Linked DNA regions of Rattus norvegicus: region 1 is linked to region 2. A link is a contact called in public Hi-C data. All regions are on one chromosome and are shown on one strand. Each heading gives the region's core, a stretch centred on a gene start, on an enhancer-like site or on the middle of the called end of the contact. The rest is flanking DNA. Distances are from core to core; before and after follow the strand shown. Region 1 overlaps Slc44a2 (solute carrier family 44 member 2). Region 2 holds the start of Ap1m2 (adaptor related protein complex 1 subunit mu 2).

Region 1 (4,273 bases), core at 763-3,262, 47 kb after region 2:
GTTACGGATGACTGTGAACTGCCATGCGGGTCTGAGAATTGACCCCAGGGCCTTTGCAGGAGCAGCAGCCGTGCAGCAGGAGGGCAGTGTTGCTCTCGCTAAGGACTCATGTTCAATTCCCAGCGACTGCACTAGACTATGTAACTCCAGCTCCAGGTGATCTGATGTCCTCTTCTGGCCTCCCTGAGCAATTGCTCTTAGGTGCCTGTGCCCGTACCTAGAATCAAAACTAAAATGAGGGAAAACAGGAAGTGATTTACTCATCATAGCCACATTGGCATGACGAATAAATAAATGATTTATTTTGAGACCGGGTCTCACTATGTAATCCTGGCCAGATTGCAACTCTGTGTACACCACGCTGGTCCTGAGCTCATAGAGATCCCCCTGCCTCTGTCTTCCAAGTGCTGGGATGAAAGGCATGAACCACACATGAAGCTGAGAGGGAAATGTTTTTAGGGCTGGAAAGACAGCTCAGCAGTTAAGAGGACAGTTACTCTTGCAGAGGGCCTGGGTTCAGTCCTCACCTCCAGCCCCAGAGGATCTGGCAACTTCTGATGCTCTGGGTTATCAGGCTACACATATAAACATGCCAGCAAGATACTTGCACAAATGTTTTGTAAAAGGTAAACAGATGTTTCAAAGATGAGGCAGGGGGATTGCCATGAATTCTGTAAATACAGTCTGCCTCTTGGCTCATGAGAGTAAGAGGTTTCTCAGCCTAGGGAGGACAGTGATGGGGCCAGCTGGAAAAACGATGTTTTCTCTTGAATAGACAGTGATCATTGGCTCCTACTTGATCGCGCACGGCTTCTTCAGCGTCTATGGCATGTGCGTGGACACACTGTTCCTCTGTTTCTGTGAGTGACCCCTTTATCTCAGCACACCAGGGGCCCTGACTTCCTTCTCCCCAGAGGACAGGAAATGCCTCCCTCTAATGAAAGCACAAAGCCACCCTCACCCCAGAGTCCCCCAGGGCCAGAGGTGTTCCTTCTAGGCCCACGCATGCCTTCCTGGCCTCCTCACCACACTTCAAGCTAACTGTTCCTCACCCGCCTGTCCAGACATAGCTGGAATATTCTATCCCCTGGGTCTGTGGCTTTGAAATTTCTGGCTTTGTTGGGGACTAGTGCAGGGTTCATGGGTGCCACTAACTCTGGTCTCCACGTGTCTTTTTCTTCCTCCTCCCCTTCCTCCCCCCCATGCCTGCTGGCTTCTTTTCCGTTTTTTCCTCTGCCTCCCTTTTCCAACCCCCTTCTTTCCTGACCACCCTATTTTCCACCCCTGCTGGTTCCTGGGGGGCCCAGGTGAGGACCTTGAGAGGAATGACGGCTCTCAGGAGCGACCCTACTTCATGTCGCCCGAGCTGAAAGACATCCTATTGAAGGGGAGTTCGCAGGCGGGCAAGCAGGAGGAAGTTGAGGAGGAGTAGAGAGTGAGGGAGACTGGCAAGCTGGCCAGTGGGCCTCTGGAGACCGGGTTTGTGCATGTGATGGTGCTTCTTTGACTGGGAACGTGGGGCTCCTGTAGTCCTTCCTCATCCCTTTCTTTTGCAAAACTAGGCAGTCATCCTATCCCGGAGCCGAAAGCCCATCCATCCTCTCACTGGGGCGTTTAGTCGGAGACTCAGCCGCTGAGCCACGCCCCCAGTCTCTTGGAGGGTGGGGGGACTAGGCAGGGGCTCAGCCCCTGAGCCACGCTCTCAGCCCCTCTCTGGGTAATGTTAGGCCGTAGCTGTCCCCAGCCCCTCGCTGGGGGATGCTAGGCAAGTGTTCTGCCACTAAACTAAGCCCTGGCCTTGTTAACTTTGTAGTTTGAGACAATGTCTCACTCGGTTGCCCAGGCTGGCCTTGACCTTAAGGTAGTGAAAGCAGGCCTTGAGGCTGGCGTTGTTCTGTTTCGGCTTCTTAAATACCTTGGGTAACAGACCTTTGCTGCTACGCCCTGTGCTCCTGTGTGTTGCGTTCTAACCCTGAGGCTTCTCTACGGCCCTCTGTTCCCCTGTTCCCCGTCCCCAACCCCCACGCCTTCCTGTCAACTCCCTCTCACATCACGTGCTTTGGGGCTCTGTCCACAGTGGAGGATCTGGAGAGAAACGACGGCTCAGCCGAGAGGCCTTACTTCATGTCTTCCACTCTCAAGAAACTCCTGAATAAAACCAACAAGAAAGTAGCAGAATCCTAAAGATGCCTGCCGCCCAGCCCTCTCAGGACGCTGTGATCCGGTGCTTGCTGTGCAGCTGGGTCCCAGTTCCCAGCTCATCAGACTTGTGTAACGTCACATCACTGCCTCTCTGCCACCCTCCCCGAGTCCCCATTTCCAGGGACCCAGAGGAATTGGGGCATCTCTGTCCTATGCCAAAGGGCACTTGGGAGTTTTCGGTGCAGCCCTGGGAAATGGGACAGAATGGGTCTCTCCAATCCTTGCTGGCTCAGACGGTGCCAATATGGCGAAGCGACTTGAAGTTGAGGATGGGAGATGGCCCGAGGATGTGTGCAGCCAACTTCTTTGTATTTCGGTAACCCTTCTGGCCAAGAGGGGAAGACTGGATGAGACGAGCTCAATGAACACTAGCTCCAAGCTTCCTAGCCAGAATAAAACTGGATCTCCACGACTGGCTGATGTCGCCTAAGGGCCAACAAATAACATGTCTCACTCTTAGTCCTTTGCAGCCTAGACAGACGGTAAGAGGCCCACCTGCTTCTCTTCCACCAGGCTCCATAGCTGAGTGGAGTCACCAAGAGTGCCTTCACATGTAACCCCACCTCCAGCCTGGGGTGGCTGGGGTCACAGGAAGGAGTGTGTACCCAGAACTGGAGGAGTTTTCCAGATAAACATCCATCCGGGAGGAGGGCCCTGTGCAAGGAACGAGAGCGGTGGTGGGGGTTGGGAGTGGCTCTGGAAAACAGGCTTCTGTACTTAGATCCTACAGAGTACCTTTGACTGATGGCTTCCAAACGGAAAACTTGAGGTTGGAAAATGAGTGAAAATAGGGTCTGCCTCCCCACCCCTCTCTCTTCCAGTAATACACACTGCCCTCTTTGTGAGAGGAAAGAAACTGAAGTTCACCCAAGGGATGGTTTCAGGGGATGAGGTGTGGGTGTGTTGTGTATTCCAAGTTAACTAGGCCTATCTGGTTTCTTTCACTTGAAACTAGAGACTCTGTTTGCCAAACTTCTTAATCTTGGGGGCCAGTAGACTGGTTCCTCACTTTACCTATCATATGCTAAGACCCTCCCCTCACCCCACTATGGCTATCCGTGAGATACCAGGATGTTGGAAACCAGAGGCTCCCAGCCTGGAGGCCCAGGCTTTCCTATGCCTGCCTGTGTGCCATCGCGCCCCACCCTTCTCTTGTATGCCCTGCCCTGTGCTTACGTAATTGCATTCCAGCCAGTTAATAAAGTGCCTCTTGTACAGATACTGACCTGGTGTGGTTAATAGGGATGTGGGATGCTGTGGGAGGGAGGGTATCTCAGAGGGAAGGAGAGATAGAAAACAGCCTGGAGTTTACTGCCAAAGCGTGCCCTGCAGCTTCTGTTGGCTCCTGTAGGACCCTAGTGAAAAAAAGCTTCCACTCATTCCTAGGGTCCAGGAACAGCCGCTTGCTTCTCCTCTCCTCCCCTCAGTAACTGCCCTGGACACAGGCGGACCCTGCACCTGCACCAAGCGTCACAGTGGAGGGAAGTGCATATTCCTTTAGTCTATTTTGTAGCTTCTGTGTTTCTGGGTGAGTGTATGCCATGTGGATGCAGTTTTCCATAGAGACCAGCAGCAGGCATTGGAGCCCCTGGGGTTGGACTAGAGGTCATGAGGCCCCTTGTCAAGGCTGGAAATCGACTGGTTCCTTCGAAAGATCAGGATACATTTACTGTTTAAATTGTTTTTATGTTTTTGGGCATTTTGTCTGCATGTATATCTGTGCCCTATGCCTATGCCTCCTTGGTCTCAGAGACCAGAAGTGGGGCTTAGGGTCCTCTGGAATTATAGACAGTTGTGAGCTCCACACGCCCTAGCACACACAAAAAGTTGTTTCTTTTTCTGTTGTTTTTGCTTGTTTTTATTTTTTTTCTTTTTTTCGGAGTTGAGAACTGAACCCAGGGCCTTGCCCTTACTAGGCAAGCGCTCTACCACTGAGCTAAATCCCCAACCCCTTTGCTTATTTTTAAAGCTGCAAACTGAAGTGAGATGGTTCAGCTATTAAGAGGACTGGCTGCTGCTTCCAGAGGACCTGGTTCTATGCCCAGCACCTGAATGGCACCTACACATTCAA
Region 2 (3,844 bases), core at 449-2,948:
CAAGGGCCTGTCGTCAGAGTTAGCAGGGAAGCTTGAGGCAAAAGGATAGCAGGTCCAAAGCCTAGCAAAGCTCCAGAGTGAATCTGAAGCCAGCCTGGGGAATTCAACCAGATACCATTTCAAATTTAAACCGCACAGGAGGGACCGCAAGAGAACTCAGGGGTTCTCAGTGGTTGAAGGGTCTCGCTGCCGAGCCTGGTGGCCAGAGGTCCAAGCCACACACGTGGGGATAGGACAGAACAGACTCTCACACAGGCAGAGCAAATAAGTGTAATTTTTAAATAGTATGAGGAGGATTAAGATGTAATTTAGTTGGGCTGGAGGGATGGTTCAGTGGTTAAGATCACCAACTGCTCTTCCAGAGGTCCTGAGTTCAAATCCCAGCAACCACATGGTGGCACACAGTCATCTGTATTGGGATCTGGTGTGTCTACAGACAGTTAGGTATACATTAAATAAATAAATAAATAAATAAATAAATAAATAAATAAATAAATAAAATCTTTAAGACGTAATTTAGTGGCAGTATGCTGGCTTAGCTTGGGTTCCGCCCCCACCACTGAGGAGGAAGAGGAGGAAGAACCTTTCCTGAGGAATTCAGTGCCTGCCTCAGCCTTGAGGTAGGTGTCTTTGGGTCCATTTTCCAGACTGAAGAAGCTGAGGTTTAAAACTATGTCCACAAAAAGCTGAGAGGTGGACCTGAACCTCTTCCCCTCCTGGGCCGTTCTTGTTCAAGGTTATTTATTTCTTTGTCTTGCTATTGTAGCCCAGGCTGGCCTTGCCCTCCTGAGCTCAGGTCATCTCTCTGACTCAGCTTCCACAGTAGCTAGAGTGACAGGTGCATGGTAAAACACCTGGCCTCCTTGTCCTTCTTGGATCTTTTTACAGGCACTATTTTTTGTGTGTATGGAGTGTGTGCATGTGCGTGTGTGTCTGTGTCTGTGTGTTTGTGTGTGTCTGTGTGTCTGTGTGTTTGTGTGTGTCTGTGTGGGTGTGGTCAGAGGACAACTTTGTAGGTTGTCTCCATTCCCCTTTACTTGGGTTTGGGTCAGGTTACCAGACTTACACAGCCAGTGTCTGGGCTTGTTGAGCCTGTTTTGGTTTTGAGGCAGTGAGTGTCACGTAGCTCAGGCCCGATTCAAACTCCCTTGATTTCCTGATCCCTCTGCCTCCACCTCCCAAGAGCTGGAATTGGGACTGTTTATGCAGTGCACTGGGATCACACCTAGGTCTGTGTGCTAGGCCAGCTGGCTGACAACTGAGGCACACGACCTTGTGTCATTATGTTACAGGGATCTCGTTTTCATCTCTACTGCTGTCATTGTCACAGGAGAAGCGACAGTCGACTTGCAAGGATAGGGGTATGGCCTTCTACTCCAGAGTTACACTTGGCCCATTTATTGAACTCCGGAGTTGCAGAAGGGCTGTGCTCACTGGTTCAGGGCGCTCAGATGGTGGATATCTTTCTTATTCTCATTTTTACAAACAGGAGAAATGACGCTCAGAGAGGTGAAACCCCTTGCCACAGATGCCGGCTGAAGAGGGCGGGTCCCCAGCTCCCGGTCCTGTGCCCTGGGCCCTCGTGCTCGCCCGTCGAACCACGATCCCTTGCCCTCTGCCTCACCTTGCCCTTGACGTCCAGAATGAAGACTGCCGAGGCCGACATGGTGGCGCCCGGTGAAGCTAGGAGGCGAGAGCGAGCTGCAGAGGCGGCAGCGCTGCTGCTTCCTTCTTCCTGCGGAAGCGCCTTCGCCCAGGTGAGCCGCCAGGTGAGCGCGTCTTAAAGGGGAGGCCGCCAGGTGAATGCGTCTTAAAGGGGAGGCCGCCAGGTGAGCGGCACGGTCGGCAGCAAATGCCAAGGCTGCTCCAAGAGCTAGGAAAGGCAGAACAGAGGTGCGACTGCAGCCCTAACCCACGTTTCTTTGGGGATCAGGAATGCCTGGGTGGATGGTGAAACTCCAGGACATTTATCCATTGATCCTTCAACTCACCCACCGCCCCCCTCGCCCACCGTACGTCTATTCATTCATCCTCTTATCCGCCCACCCCGTCTCCACCCACACTCCCATTCCAGTCAGCTATCCATCCCTCACCCCCTCCCACATACATATACACATTCACATCAACATCTACTAACCCACCCACGCATCCACCCACCCACCAGGGCATCCGTCTGTTCATGTGTCTGTATAGCTTGTTCAATCACCTACACCTACAGTATCAACAGGACTTTGCCTGTTTTCTATGTGTGACCCGGTGCCCACCACTAGGTGTTCAGTAATGTAATCCTTCTCACACTATACATTTTACTACTTTCTGTTATAGTTGTTGTTGTTGTTATTGATTGACTGGTTTGGGTTTTTTTTTTTTTTCTTCAAAACAGGGTTTCCCTGTGTATCCGTAGCTGTCCTGGAACTCACTCTGTAGACCAGGCTGGCTGCCTGTGTCTGCTGGGATTAAAGGCGCCTGTGTAATTTTTTGTTTGTTTGTTTTTGCTTATCGTTTGTGTTGTGTTGTGTTGTTAATTCTAGAAGAGTTCATTATGTGGTCCAGACCGGCACAGCCTTACAAGTTCTGTGATTACAGTCATGAGCCACCAGGCCTGACTTTGTTTTTTGTTTTCTAATTTCATTCATTTTTTTTAAAGCCCAAGCTATCCTTAAATTCAAGATCGTTCTGTCTCTACTTTCCCGTTGCTGGGATACCGTTTTGCGGAGGGTAGTGTGTGTGTTGGGGGGAACAACAAAAAAACCAAAACCACTCCAAACCTTAACCAAGCCTAAGCATAGCGCTCCGCTGTGGAAGAAACGTTTCCTGAGAGGCCGCCAGGGGGCGACAAAGCCCGCTTGGGCATCGTGGCTGCCGCCGACCTTTATCAGGCCCAGAGTCCAGATGGAGCTATGAGAATCGCCCACGGGAATTGTCTTAAAGCAGAGATGGGGCCTGTATGAAGAGCTTACGAGCCGAGCACAGTCAGTCTGTCTCAGGACCACACAGCCAGGTTAACAAGCCACTCTTCCATTATTCTGGTTGTTTTTACGGCCCTAGGGGGATTGAATGCCCACCGTTGCCAGTGCCAGGCTAGCACTGTGCCCCTGGTTATACCCCCAGCCCTTAATGTTTTTGACCGGGGCCTCCATGTATAGGACAGACTAACCTTAAATTCCCAACTCTTCCACCTAACCCTTACTAGTAGTTGTGTAATCTTCACGCTTGTCATAAATACCTTCCAAGAAGAAACGCTACAGATAACCACACCTACACCCTTTTTAAAGACCCGTCTAGCCCAAGCCTTCTACAGCACAGGAGCATCTTGAACTCCTGAACGGTGGAACCCAGGACTTTGGGTATGCTAGGCAAACTCTACCCGCTAAACTAAGCCATCATTTTCTGGATAACCGTTTGAGGGAACCAGAGAGCTGCTGATAGCTTCGCTTGGCAAGATAAGGAGCCCGAAGGTTAGCTCCAAGAGGGTACAGTCATCCAACGGTTTTGTTTGTCTGCTTTTGTTATTAGTGTTATTATATAGTTCCAGACAGCCTGGAAACCATTATCTGCCTCGGTGCTGGGGAATCACAGGAATCCACAATTATGCTCCGTTTTTGTGGTGCTGGGGCTAGAACCCAAGCAATCTTGCGTGCTAGGCCCATGATCTACCAACTGAGCTCCAGCCCCAAGCTTTTAGCTTGGCTCCACTCACAAGTTCATAGGAGAGGGATCCTTCCTGATTATCTGCAGCCTGGGCTGGGCTCACCCCTGTTGGGGGTGGGGTGGGCAGATCCCTGGGACTTTTAATCCCAGCACTCTCCAGGTAGAAGCAGGCAGATCTCTATAGTCAGTTCCA

Evidence for each region. A called contact is a pair of places that touch in the nucleus more often than the background predicts.
Region 1: a Hi-C map of liver shows a contact between it and region 2, with 8 times the contacts expected there. The contact joins the enhancer-like site here to the promoter of Ap1m2 in region 2. A contact is called at or near these places in 12 of 12 Hi-C or Micro-C datasets (the A7r5 cell line, the Rat2 cell line, Schwann cells and 7 more) and 1 of 1 datasets of contacts at active chromatin or transcription factors (oligodendrocytes).

What each region holds. Positions count from the first base shown.
Region 1 is chr8:28,178,074-28,182,346 of GRCr8, forward strand. It overlaps Slc44a2 (solute carrier family 44 member 2), which reads left to right. Exons shown (of 22, transcript NM_001134715.1): 21 at 776-860; 22 at 2,078-3,423. The coding sequence ends at 2,184. Among named protein-coding and RNA genes, the nearest start is that of Slc44a2, 16 kb to the left of the region's middle. Within about 2 kb of position 2,013, at least 10 of the 93 cell types and tissues checked have an H3K27ac peak or open chromatin away from gene starts, as enhancers often do. A contact at or near this core is called in Schwann cells and liver, where this site is marked.
Region 2 is chr8:28,130,944-28,134,787 of GRCr8, forward strand. Ap1m2 (adaptor related protein complex 1 subunit mu 2) reads right to left here and starts at 1,699. Exons shown (of 12, transcript NM_001108996.3): 1 at 1,625-1,699. The coding sequence starts at 1,666.